Linked DNA regions of Mus musculus: region 2 is linked to region 1. A link is a contact called in public HiChIP or PLAC-seq data. All regions are on one chromosome and are shown on one strand. The core of a region is the stretch at or near the end of the contact, and the rest is flanking DNA. Distances in the headings are between cores, read along the strand shown. Region 1 has its middle 25 kb from the start of Gm51656. Region 2 has its middle 20 kb from the start of C430002N11Rik.

Region 1 (6,113 bases), core at 1,031-3,530:
CCATGCCTGTCTGCCTTGTTAATACGCTTCTGGGAATCAAAGGCAAGCCTTAACACATGCTTTAACACACAGCTACAGCCCATCCCAACAGACCTACATCATCTTCCTCTTCCTTCTTCCTCCTCCTCCTCCTCCTCCTCTTCTTCAACAGCAACAGCTGCCTCGGCCTCCGCCACAGCAGCTGCAGCAGCTCTGGGCCTTAAACCCGTGTTGCTAGATATGTGTTTTACTATTGAGTTTTATCCCTGCTCAGCCTGAGCCTGTATGTTTACCTCTGACATCTTCATACCTCTATCAACATGGATGCAGTAGTTTTTCTCCAGTTCCAGGTCCTGTTGGCTGTTATGTTAATACACTTCCCTGCATGGTTCCCCCCTTCCTCAGCCACCCCCCCCCCTTTAAGACAGGGTTTCTCTGTGTGGCCCTAGCTGTTCTAGAACTCACTCTATCAACCAGAGTAGGCCTAGAACTCAGACATCAACCAGCCCCAGCCTCCGGAGTGCTAGGATTAAAGGTGTGCACCCCGTCCCCAGGGCTTCTCTGCATCCTATCCAGTAAATTCTTTATGCTCTGCTTGCCTTTGTTCACCAGGTTGGCTGGCCTGGTCCAACCCAACAGAGGTTCTGGGGACTTGGAATCTAGACCCTGAGGTATATTCTAAGACGACCTTTCTCTCTCTCCAAGGAAAGTCATGACGAACTGTCCCCTCAGTTACACACACCTGTAACCCCAACAAGAAGGAGGATCAGAAGTCCAAGGCCAGCCTTGTCCACATAGTGAGTTTGAGGCCAGCCTAAACTACATGAAACCTTGGGTTAGAAAACAAAAACAAACAAACCAAAACCACAAATAAACGAATGGGCCTGTCGTCTGTGCAGTCCTTGGGCTCTTGGTATAGTGGACACAAGACCCATTCCGACTGATTTTTCAGGACTGAATTACATATTGGTCCTAAAGGGCAGATGAGGAATTTGAAGGGCCCTCCGGGAGGTATTTCCCTGAGGAGACTGGAGACAGAGGTGCATGCCAAACACCCACATTCCATCAGTCTCCAGCTGAAAAAATTAATTGCCTGCCCTTTATGCCATTTGTCTTCGGCATGTGAACTGCAGTCTCAGAGTGGGAGGGGAGGAGAGAACGGCAGGCAGCTTAGAGCGGGGGTTCAACCACGCTGATCTCTTGGCTGCTCCTTTAACTCCTGTGGTGACGGATCGGATCGGAGCATTAGTCTCTGGCATCAAAACAGTCTCTCGGTCCATGTGACCAGCACTGCCGTTGCCGCACTGTAAAGCCCACAAGAATCGGCAGCCCACAGACCCATCAGTGGAAGCTTTGTGTTTGCTTCGTGTGGGTTTGCTGGTGGCCTTTGGCATAGCCACACGTTCAACACCTGCTGGAGCAAAACAAACCATGCCCAGCATTGCTGTCGCATCTTGGCCTGTCCCTGTCCTGAGACTATGGATTAGGACACTGACAAGGTCTGCCCACTCCCTCACCGCTCACACCCGGGAGTACAAAGTCTCTGCGTTCATCATGCTCAGGGGATTGCTTAGACCCACCTGTCACTTACTGGTGACCTTGAAGGCGGACAGACCGGGATTCGGACCCCGATCCTCCAGGAACCTGACATCTATTGCCATTGCCTTGACCCATGGGATAAAGGTGGCACCAGTCCCAGTGTGGCCCTGCACAGCAGCGGGCTGTGACCTTGGCTGAGATAATAGCGGGGACAGGGCATCTCCATGGAACAAGGGTTCCTATCTTAACAGTTTTTAAGGCCTACGCTGCAGGTCCTTCAATGCCAAGGTCACGAGTCAACGGGTAGAAATCTCGACATCTCATCCCTTGATCTAGAGCAATGCCCTCGTGGGGCTCCTGGCTGGGGACAGGCAAGGCGGACAGCGTTGCCATCAAGCGGCAGGTCGAGCCAGAAGCTACCCTCAGCTCTTCACAAAGCAGATCCAGTCTGCGGCCGCAATCCAAACACCGAAGGGAATCAGAACGTACGTCTTTTGTTTGCCGTGGCAGGAGAACTGTTGAGCAGAGGAAAAAACAAGCTGAGCTTAGCGCTATCAGCTGCTTCCTGGGGCTCGCTCCTTCCTTCCTCCGAGGGGGGTCTGGCCGCTTTGTTCTCGTTCCCAGCTGCACTTCTGCGCCTTTAAGCAGTGGCCTCCGCAGACCTCAGAGGAATGTAGCCCTGGGACCCCAGGGGACTTGGCTCAGGGCTCCGCCCGATACGGCCCCAAGCTCTCAACCCGGGTGCTCCTGCCCTTGCTACGTATCGCTCTTTCTGCCAGCCACTTCCTGGCTTGGGGAACAGGGGGGTGAGCCTCCCCAGAGGGGCTTCCTGTTTTCTTTGACAATCCTGAGAGGACGTGGTTTCATAGAATCCCACGAAGAGTCCACAAAAGGGTGTCCGTAATACTACTTCGATTGTCTGGGGGGAGAATGTGTCTCTCCTGGCATCCGTTTGTCCTGGTTCAGTTCCTAGCTCTAGAGGTTTCTAGCCAGTCACACCCCCAGCCAGCTGCTCAACCCCTCTGAGGCTGAAGCTACCTAGGGAAGATTAAAGCGCCAACAGTGTCTTGGATGCCTTCCCAAATCTTGGCCCACGGGGGGCCCTCAACAGGTGTTAGCCAATTGTCACTATGCCTGGGTTTTGATTACTTCAGTGACACAAGAAAACCAAACAGAACCCTTTAAGACTGATTATGTTGAAGAAGAGGGTGTGGCATAGCCTAGCTAGGCAGCTGGGCTTTCACTCGAGAGCGTTCCTCAGTGTTTTCATGATCTGTGGATCAACACTGCCCCTCCCCTCTCTCCCTCCCTCCTCTCTAGTCCTCCACCCCACCCCCATCCCACGAGGATGTTACAGATTTCTGACTGTGCCTCTAATTCAGCTGAATAAAACTGAAGTGGGACCCCACGTGCTTGCATTTCCTGGCTGAGAGGAGGTAAGACAACTGTAGGTGCCCAGATTCAGCCCGAACATTAGGCAAACTGCATTCACTTAGCTCAGACCTGGAGGCTCACGGTCTCAGAGATGCAACTGCAGGGACCACTGGCCAAAAGAGCAGTGGGAACTGTGGCCATGGGGCTGTCATTGACTGCTTTTTCTTTTTGTTTGTCTTGAGACCTTGTTTCCGGTAGTCCAGACTTGCTTCAAATCTAAAAATGTAGCCAAGAATGAACTTGAACTTTGGTATTCCCGTCTTATTCCCTAAGAGCTGGGATCACAGGTGTGCCCACCATACCCAGTCTGGGAATAGAACCCAAGGCTTTGTGCATCCTAGACATCCACTCTTCCAATGACTCCTGCTTCCCTCTCTTTCTTTTTGAAACAGGAGCTCACTAAGTAGCCCAGGCTGGCCTGGAACTTGTAATTCTCCGGTCTCAGACTCCCAAATTGGGAGGGGGCTATACACTTATCACTTGAGCCCCCTCCCCTTTTCCTTCTTTCCTTTTTATGATTTTTTTTTGTTTTTGTTTTTGCTTTTGTTTTGTTTTGACAGGGTTTCTCTGTGTAGTCCTGGCTGTCTTGGAACATGCTCTGTAGACTAGCAGGCTGGCTTTGAACTCTAGAGATCCACCTGACTCTGCCTCCTGAGTGCTGGGATTAAAGGTGTGTGCCACCATATCCGGCTGCCCTGTTTCTTAATCATCTCATCAGCCTGACTAGACAGATAGGCATTATTGACCAGGCTTAGAGAAGGTGTTTAAACTACCGGTGCCACTGCAGGACTGTGATCATCAGGAAGACACTCTGATGGGTTCTGAGTGGGGAGACTGGCTGGATGTCAGCCCAGTCCCTGTCCCATAGCCTGGCATCCCTCATGAGGAGTCAGCTTGCCTACCATCCGGCATGCAGCAGCCAGGGGACAGGACCAGGATTCTGCCACTCAAGGACTCTACTCCTCCATCCAGGACCACGCTTCACTTACCGGATGTGATCAAAAGGATGCTCTAGGCTTCCTACCTGTGTCTTTATGAAATTAAATGCCAGCACCTAGACTGTATGTCCCATGCCAGCCCTCTCCCATCATTCCCTGCAAGCCTCTCCACGCAGTCTCCCACAGCTTCCTGGGATCTGTCGCTGTCTGTCCCCGTTCTCCAGACCTCAGCTTCACTCCCTCCTTAGTCCCATCCCAAGCCCCTCTCACTGATTCTCCCTTGAGGATGATTTTGTTACCTCTCCTTTTTCTCCTCACTCCCTGGTTCAAAACTTTCCTGCAAAGATAGATGGAGGACAGGGGCTCCTCTCATCCTCACACACACACACACACACACACACACACACACACACACACACATCCCTCTCTCTCTCCTGCCTTACCTGATAGTAGATGATAGGGTTGGGCCTCATCCACAGAGGAAGAAACAACCTGCGTAGACAGCCTCATGGCTCTCCCACCCCTGTGTCAGCATTAGATCACACCCTCTGTCCAATTATATTTCCACTCATTGTCCATGCTTCAGTGACCTCTCTATAAAGCCCAAGGACAGAGTCCAGAGCTTCTTTCCAGCAAGCTGGGTCCATGCAGGCTCGTGAAGGTGTCAGGACGGGACAGAGCACGGGAGTTTCTCGGTCCCCTTGTTCCTCGTTCTTTGCCCAGGCAGCTCTCAGTCTGTAGTTTTTACTCTATCTTTCCTAATAACTAGTAAGCGCGCTTCCCAGCCCAGGAGCCTCTGGAGCGTATTAATCAACACCACAGAGGGGCGGTGGGAACTGAACTTTCAGTAGGAAGATCAGGAACACAGATTAAACAACTTGATGGGGTGGGGGGAGGGCCTCAGGTTGCTCACTGTGCAAACGGGAGGATCTGAGTTCAAATTCCAGCAGTGTTATAACCTGGGCGTGTGTATTTGTAACAGTGCTGTGGAGGGCAAGGACAGGAGACTCCTGGTGCTTGCTGCCAGTCTAGCTCTAGGGTTACCTGTCTCAGGGAAAAGGTGGACAGTGAGTAGAATCCCTTTCTGGTCTCCTTGTGGGGAGTACAAAGGGTCAGGCACATGTACACACACACACACACACTTACAAACACACACATACTCAGATATACCAAGCACACATACAACACCCATACTCACAACACATGAGAAAAACAAACTGAGGCTTGTGATTGGCATCTGAAATGGGAGTAGGGAGGGGTGAAGTCTCTCAGTCAGGGGGGATCTGATGCTGTCTCCGGCCAGGTAGAGTCAGAGCCGAGTTAAATAAGGGCCAGGTGTGGTGGCACATGCCTGAAATACCAGCACTCTGGAGGTGGAGGCAGGAGAATCGGAATTTAAGGTCATTCTCTGTTCTATGTAGAATTCAAGGCCAGATTAAGCTAGATGAGACCCCGTCTCAAAATGAGAGAACACACACTAGGAAAAATAGTTCTAAGTCCAAGCTTGGGGGTTGCTTGGCTTCCCATCTCATTGCTTAGAAGCCTTCATTGCTATCTCAGAACCCATTGGGCAAACGCTACTGCCCCATGTTCAGCCCTTCATACCTGGTACTCCATGCTCTGGGCAGGTGCAGAGCTCTTCGTCCTGTGTCGGGGCTACAGGCCTCACAGCTCAGGGTACTTCAGCTGCCCCTGGCCACTGTGGGCTGGCTTATTTGTGTTACGAGGGCTGGGCTGTTCTACCCACCCCCAGCCCCCCATCCTGTAGATGCTGATCACAGATTCCCAGTAGTGACAACCAATGATGTCTCTGCTGTCTCCAGACATTGCCCAACACCTTCTGGAGATTTGGCCTTGCCACGACAGAGAAGATTGCTCACCTGTGCCTTCCTTTGCCTTGATCAACCCTGCTTGTCAGTCTACCTTGGGCGTTTTGCATGTCTACTTGGTTGTCATCCATTCTCTCCTGTAAGCCCGCCGATCACGTGACCACCACCACCACCACCCCCCCATGTACCCATGGTGGGTTAGGAGGCTCTCCCATGATCTCAACTCAGACATTTCTGGTCAGTAAACAGAAAAGGTATGGTTACGGCCGGCTGATTGACAGGCTGTTCCCTTTCCTGAGGCTTCATGAAACCACAGACATGTTTCCTGGTTCTCTCATGTATACTCAGGGCCAGTGATGCAGCCAGACAAGGGTAATAGACTCTCCCAATACCC
Region 2 (6,113 bases), core at 1,228-3,727, 350 kb after region 1:
CAAGCTGAATAAGTGGGGATAAGTACAAGGAAACACTCAAACAGATGCTGCCCTCAAGCGAGACTGTTTGTAGTTGAAAGGACCCTACTCTCTTCTTCCCTTGATCCTTCTAAGACTCTGGAGTTGACCGGCTGGGTGGGGGTGATCCTTCTAAGAGTCTGGGGACATGAGAAAGCACGTTAGTTGTCTGGCTGGGTGGGGGTGGAAAAAGCCACCTGGAGCCTGAACAAAGCAGAGGGTGGTCTCTTCTCAGATCCTCAGGTCCCAAAGGCTGGGTGATTTCAAAAAACTACACGATGGGTCAGAAAAAGGGCAGAGAGAGCAGGAACTTCCAGGTGAGGCATCCTACGGCCATGAAGGAGTCTAATCCAGCCAAAAGGCTGAATTAACCTCCCAGCCCCATCTCCGAATTCCCAGACGTCAGATATGGAGGCTCTTGCTGAGGCCCTGCATTCCCCAGCCTGGTAGTCAGGAATGCTTGGGAGCTGTATGGCAGCTGGTGACTCAGACCTGATGGGAAGGCCAGATCCCCTCCCTGGGGTCACTGTGACACTCAGCCTTGAGCTCCAAAGGAACTCTTTCAAGAAGCCCTGGGCTGGCAGCCTCTTTCCCATGATAAACATACCACGGTCTCTCTGATGTTTGTCAGTCCAGATAGTCTTTCTAACTAAAACAAAACAAAGCACGAAAATCAACAACGGCAAAAATGACCCACAGCATCTTAGGTATAATCCGCCTTCCTTAGTCTCAGGTCTGCATTCCTGGATTCAGTCAACAAAGTATCAAAGATATTCAAAATGTGCTGAGAGTCTGGTCTGCAGTTGGCGCGGTGCAACAGAACAAGCATAATGCACCCAGCCCCAGCCTCTCCGGATGTGTGCTTGTCGGGCCTTCAGTCCCTGGCTGCCCCAGTTCCTCCAATCCCTGAAGCTGTGCAGAGACCACAATGTGTCAGTGTCACTAAATGTGTGCTGCTCAGAGGCTGGGCACGTAGTTCAGTGATAAAGTGTTTAGCGTGCTTTCATTCTCATTTTAAAATACTATGTGTGCACTATGTCTATGTGGGTATGCATACGAATATTGTGTCAATGGAGGACGTAGGTACTTTACTTGATACCTATAGAGCTGGGGTCATAGGCAGATGTGGCTGCTGGGAACCAGACTCAAGTTAGACTTTGATTTTAATCCCCAACACACGCACACACACAAGTAGAACTAACTCGCTGTTCTTCTGAGTACTGTGTGCTGGACAGTATACCCCTGCCTTCCAGGAGAGAAGATCAGAAAATCAGTGTGTGAAGCACAGTGGCTCAAGAGGGTGTGGTCCTCACCCCTTTTCACTGTTGCATCTATAGTATTTAGACCAGTCACCTACTGAGTGCAGTGACAGAGTTAGCCATGGTGGCAGCATTGGGGAGGAGCACCCAGGACACTAAAGATACCCATGCCAGGCTCCTTCCTGAAGAGGCTTGTGTTGAATATAGAAAACTACGCAGGAGTTGATCCTGGAGGAAACAAGGAAAGGTGGGATGGGAACAGGGCAGGGTGACGAGGTGGGAATGGTGACAGATTTAGTGTGCCAGGCTAAGCAGCCTGGATCCATCCCGGGGATGACTGAGAGTCTGAAGGGTTGTCACATTGGAGTATCATGGCCGAACCTTGTTTTGGAGACATCCCTGTACATTCAGGGTTCAGCAGGGACTGTCAACACCCTGTAGGTGTTAATATTGATCGATTGAGTGGGTGTTGTATGTTGTCTCCTCAGTAGAGTTACTCTTCTCCGTCTTGTCTGCCCTGTGCTCTTTGGAAGGAAGCCACTGGGCACTGGCCATCTTGACGGGGCAGGGGTTGTGTTCTGCCTCCTCGGGAGAAGATACTCAGAGTTTTGAATCTCACCCTGCGTTCGTTGCAAGAAATCATCTCTTCAGCTTTCTTTTAGACAGTCTTTCCAAAACACATAGGCCCATCAAGCATGGGGCCTGATTCTAAGACAACTTTAATGCGACTTAACATTTCTGAATTTTATCTACTGGGGCTGGAGAGATGATGATGCAGTGGTTAAACGTGCTGGCTACTCTTCCAGAAGACCCAGGTTTAATGCCCAGCAGCCACATAGCAACTCATAGCCATCTGTGATTCCAGCTCCAGGGGACTCAACCCTCTCTTCTGGCCTCTGTAGGCATCAGGCATTCATGTGGCGCACAGATATACGTGCAGGCAAACCACCCATACATATAAAAATATATTTTTAAAATATTTAAATGTATCTAAGTGTGCATACTACTAAAGGACTACGAGGCAAAATTGTAGCATGCAGGTCAGGTGAGTCCACTTCTGGTCTGGAGGCTTCCTTGAAGCAAGCCTGAGTGGATGTCTTCCAGGATGCCTCCCTGGCAAAAACTCAGGCTTGTGTGTCTTGTGATAGTGCCTAGGATGTGGCTGACTTAACCACACAATCAGGAGGAAGTGGCCCTCACCTCCCCCCCAAAAAAGGTATCAGAGGAAGTATTTGAGGAGTAGTGTTAGAGAGATGTCTTTCTGTCTAACACAACGTCCTTCCTTGTTCCCCAAAGAGCATTCATTTGCACCCACCAAACTTGGCTTTGCAAAGACGGCTCAATGAGAACAAGCAGCGCATGCCTACAACGAGGAGCCAGAGTCCCACACTACGACAGTGGGAAAGAGGCCTGTTCTTATTAAAAACTGGAACTCCAACAAGAATAACTGTCTTGGCAGTCACGAAACACACTACTTATATTGTTGTGTAATAAAATTTTATAATGTTAATTAAAAAAAAAAGTCATTGCACCCTGATAAGAACCTGCCTTCCCTCCCCCCCCCCATTTCAATTTTCCACAGTGGCTGTGTCTCCCTGCTCCCACGATCCCCTGCCTCTTCACAATTAAACTGTTTTTCTCCATCACGTTCTCCTCCTTATTGCCTGGACTTTGAAGTCCAATGTCATGTAAACATTAACTTGCTTCTTAGATAAACCCGCAAAGAGCAAGCTGTGATCTGAGCATCGAACTCACATTTCCCACGAGCTCCCCAGGAGTCTGATTTCTCTCCCAGTGTGTCCCAGCATCACAGGAGTTATGTGGAAACCGTCTTCCCTTATTTGTTATGGAAGTGTTTGGCAAAGAATAGCGACTAGAGATGATTTATCGTGGTAACACCCACCATTTCCTTTTAAATGTAGTCAAGGCCCAAACCATTGTTGATTTAAAGAGAAAGCATGCTAAATAGCAGTCCAAAAGGTTAAGGAAGATGGGGGTTGGGGGGCGGGGGAGAGGAGGAAAGGCCCATTGGCTGAAGTGTGAGATGCATACGTGACAGACTGAACATTAGAACTTCAGGCTTCCTTTCTGGACTAACCCCTGCCATGTAAGGTGGTGCAGGGGTCCCCTCTGCTGGTCCTGAGCCAGAGACTACCTGTTTCACCAACAAACATTTGCTTGTTTGTTTTTTATACACTTGTGGGGATCATGAGTCCAAATTCCCGTGGTGAACTTTTCAATTCACCTTAACGTGCACATGCTTCGTCGGTGTAATCGATGGGAGACCGATAACAAAGGATGGGTTTTTCCTTCCGAATTCCCTACAAAGATGTTTTCAGACTTTGCCATACATTATTTTGATGGCCTCTCCCAACCTGGTAGTTTGAAATGGTAGTAAATTTTCCTTATGTGGGGCATGGGGTGTTTTCACACACTATAAATTGTTTTCTGGGCTGCCAAGGAAGCAGTCTTAGCCTTGAGATTTTGATTGTAAATGTGGCACTTTTTTTTTTTTTTTTTTTTTTAGCATTCCCTTCTCCATCCAGTGGACTTGTTGGACCTGAATTGTGTAGCTGTATGACCTGAAATATATGAAAGACTGATACTAAAAGGATATATATATATATATATATATGTATATATATATATATATATATATATATTTCCTTTATCTTTTTCCCTCCTGAACTGAGTTATTTTTCCTTGATACACGATTAAATAGACAGAGCATTTGCTCTCTCAGCAGCAGGAAGCCTAGTGAATTTTCTCCACACACCATTTCTGATGAGCTGACCTTTTCCAGATGCCAAATGGACTAGTTGGAGTCAACTCTGTCGCCTCCACCGTCAGCTCCCATTTATCCCCAAAACACCCACTTGCTGACCCGAAACAAATCTTGCTTAGCTAATTTCCTTTGGAAGAATGGCAGAGACACAGAACAAACGGTTGCTAAAGTCAGGAAGAAGTTCTGATTGTATATTGAAATATGATCACTACTGTTTACACATGCACATTACAGACTATGTTTTGCTTGTCATTCCTCTATTCTTTTTATCCATTATCATTTTGCAAAGTGATATTAGATTAAACTATTCTGGGAGTTAGTGATAATGCATCTCTCCGGTTTGGAAAACAAGATGGCCAGCAACATGTTTCTCTAAACATCGCTGACATTTTTCCTACTCACATCTATCCTTCAATGCTTTCTTCTTCTTCTCCCAAACGCTTAGTGAGCACCAGTGCATCAGATAAGCACCGCTGGACGCTGATGAATTGATGGCAGCTAAACTCTAGGACCCCATGAAGCTTGGGCTGTTGATTTAAAATCTTTCCTTCTTGCCTGCCTGAAAAACTCACTTAGAAAAAAGGCACTATTGGAATTCCTGGCAAAGAAAGTCAACGCAGACAGCTTTTGCTAAGTTAGAGGCAAGCCACCAACCTTTAGCTGTTGTAGCTCATCTTCTTCGGAGACTGGCTATGCCAGCATTCTTCTGTTGTCCAAGATCTGGCTCTGAGGGAGTTAGCCTTCCTCCTTAGCACCAATAACCTTACATAGGAGGGTTTGAATGGACATCGATTGGATGTCACCCGGGGAAGCTAGAAAGGCTTTCTAGAGAACTCAAGTGCTCACTCTCATCTGATGCAGCCGCCTGAGTCCCCAGCTACAGAGCCCCAGCAGAAACCACAAATGTACAGGAAACTGGGGAAAATCAGATAAAGGTGAACCATTACATGACACATGCACAGAAGGGGAACAGTTACGAATTAACTCAAATTAATTTAAGGTTATGAGAGCAAATGGCGCAACGGTTTGGTTAATAAGAAGCTACACACCAAAGCTGTCAAATGACTAAGCGCTTTCAGGGATATCATGGAGCAGGTGGCTAGACAAAGAAACCCACGGCAAAGATAAATCCCTGTGGGAACCGGGAGCGCATGTTGCATGATGGATGGAGAAGGCTTTGTTTGTATGTCCATCTACCCATATGTACATCTGAGCACATACATTTGTAGATCCATTCGCCAAATGCCACCATTACAGAAGATAGTATTGGGGAATACTGAGGCAAATGGAAATGCATGCTTCAATGGAGCTTAAAACTCACCAGCATGCTGAAAATGTGTTGAAAAGCCCAGTGGACTATAGGAAGGGATTGTGCTACGAAGGCAGTGCTGAAACCAGGACCTTGGCTAGCTTCTTCGGAATATCAAGGGATATCAAGGCCCAGTGGAGTAAGCTAGCATCCCTCATCCTCTCCTAATCTGTAAGTTCCCAGACTTTAGGTTCGCAGCAGCATCTTATCCTTGGCTGTCTGCAGTTGCCTGTGGCTGAGCTTTGTGGATTGCTGATTTCCTCACTGTCTGGACCTCTACAAATCAGTTCATACCCATAGGTTCCCCAACTCAATGTTTACTCAATGTTTTCTGCCCGACACCCGTACGTCTATAAGATTCCACTGAAATTCCTAACCTAACCCTGGGGAGTTGGGCTCACCTGTGGTAGCCTATTTAGCGTGCTTAGAGAGGAGTCAATGAGCAGAGGTAAGCAAATCCAAGTTTGAGAGCCTGCGTCAGGCATACAGTATAGTCCAGAGGCATAAACGGGAAACCTGCTGCTTCTAAGACTCAGAGTGAACCAGGTGGTGGGAGCACGCACCTTTAACCCCAGCGCTGGGGAGGCAGGACAGGTGGATCTGTGATTTCAAAGCCAGCAGAGAAGAGATCCAGGACAGTGGGACTACACAGGGAAACACTATCTCAAAAAAACCCAAACAGACAGACTGACTGACTCAGATCTTTCTGAGAATTCAGGCTGGATTATTATGGTTTAGAGAT

What was found. HiChIP or PLAC-seq counts read pairs in DNA pulled down with a chosen protein or histone mark.
Region 2: a contact with region 1 is called in an H3K27ac HiChIP or PLAC-seq map of T-cell acute lymphoblastic leukemia, with 2.1 times the contacts expected there. The contact joins two enhancer-like sites. A contact is called at or near these places in 1 of 484 Hi-C or Micro-C datasets (CD4 T cells), 4 of 115 datasets of contacts at active chromatin or transcription factors (T-cell acute lymphoblastic leukemia, embryonic stem cells, memory CD8 T cells and 1 more) and 1 of 9 other capture datasets (embryonic stem cells).

The regions. Positions count from the first base shown.
Region 1 is chr9:96,435,916-96,442,028 of GRCm38.p6, forward strand. No RefSeq gene overlaps it. Among named protein-coding and RNA genes, the nearest start is that of Gm51656, 25 kb to the right of the region's middle. Within about 2 kb of position 2,281, at least 283 of the 459 cell types and tissues checked have an H3K27ac peak or open chromatin away from gene starts, as enhancers often do. A contact at or near this core is called in T-cell acute lymphoblastic leukemia and memory CD8 T cells, where this site is marked.
Region 2 is chr9:96,782,959-96,789,071 of GRCm38.p6, forward strand. No RefSeq gene overlaps it. Among named protein-coding and RNA genes, the nearest start is that of C430002N11Rik, 20 kb to the left of the region's middle. Within about 2 kb of position 2,478, at least 46 of the 459 cell types and tissues checked have an H3K27ac peak or open chromatin away from gene starts, as enhancers often do. A contact at or near this core is called in T-cell acute lymphoblastic leukemia and memory CD8 T cells, where this site is marked.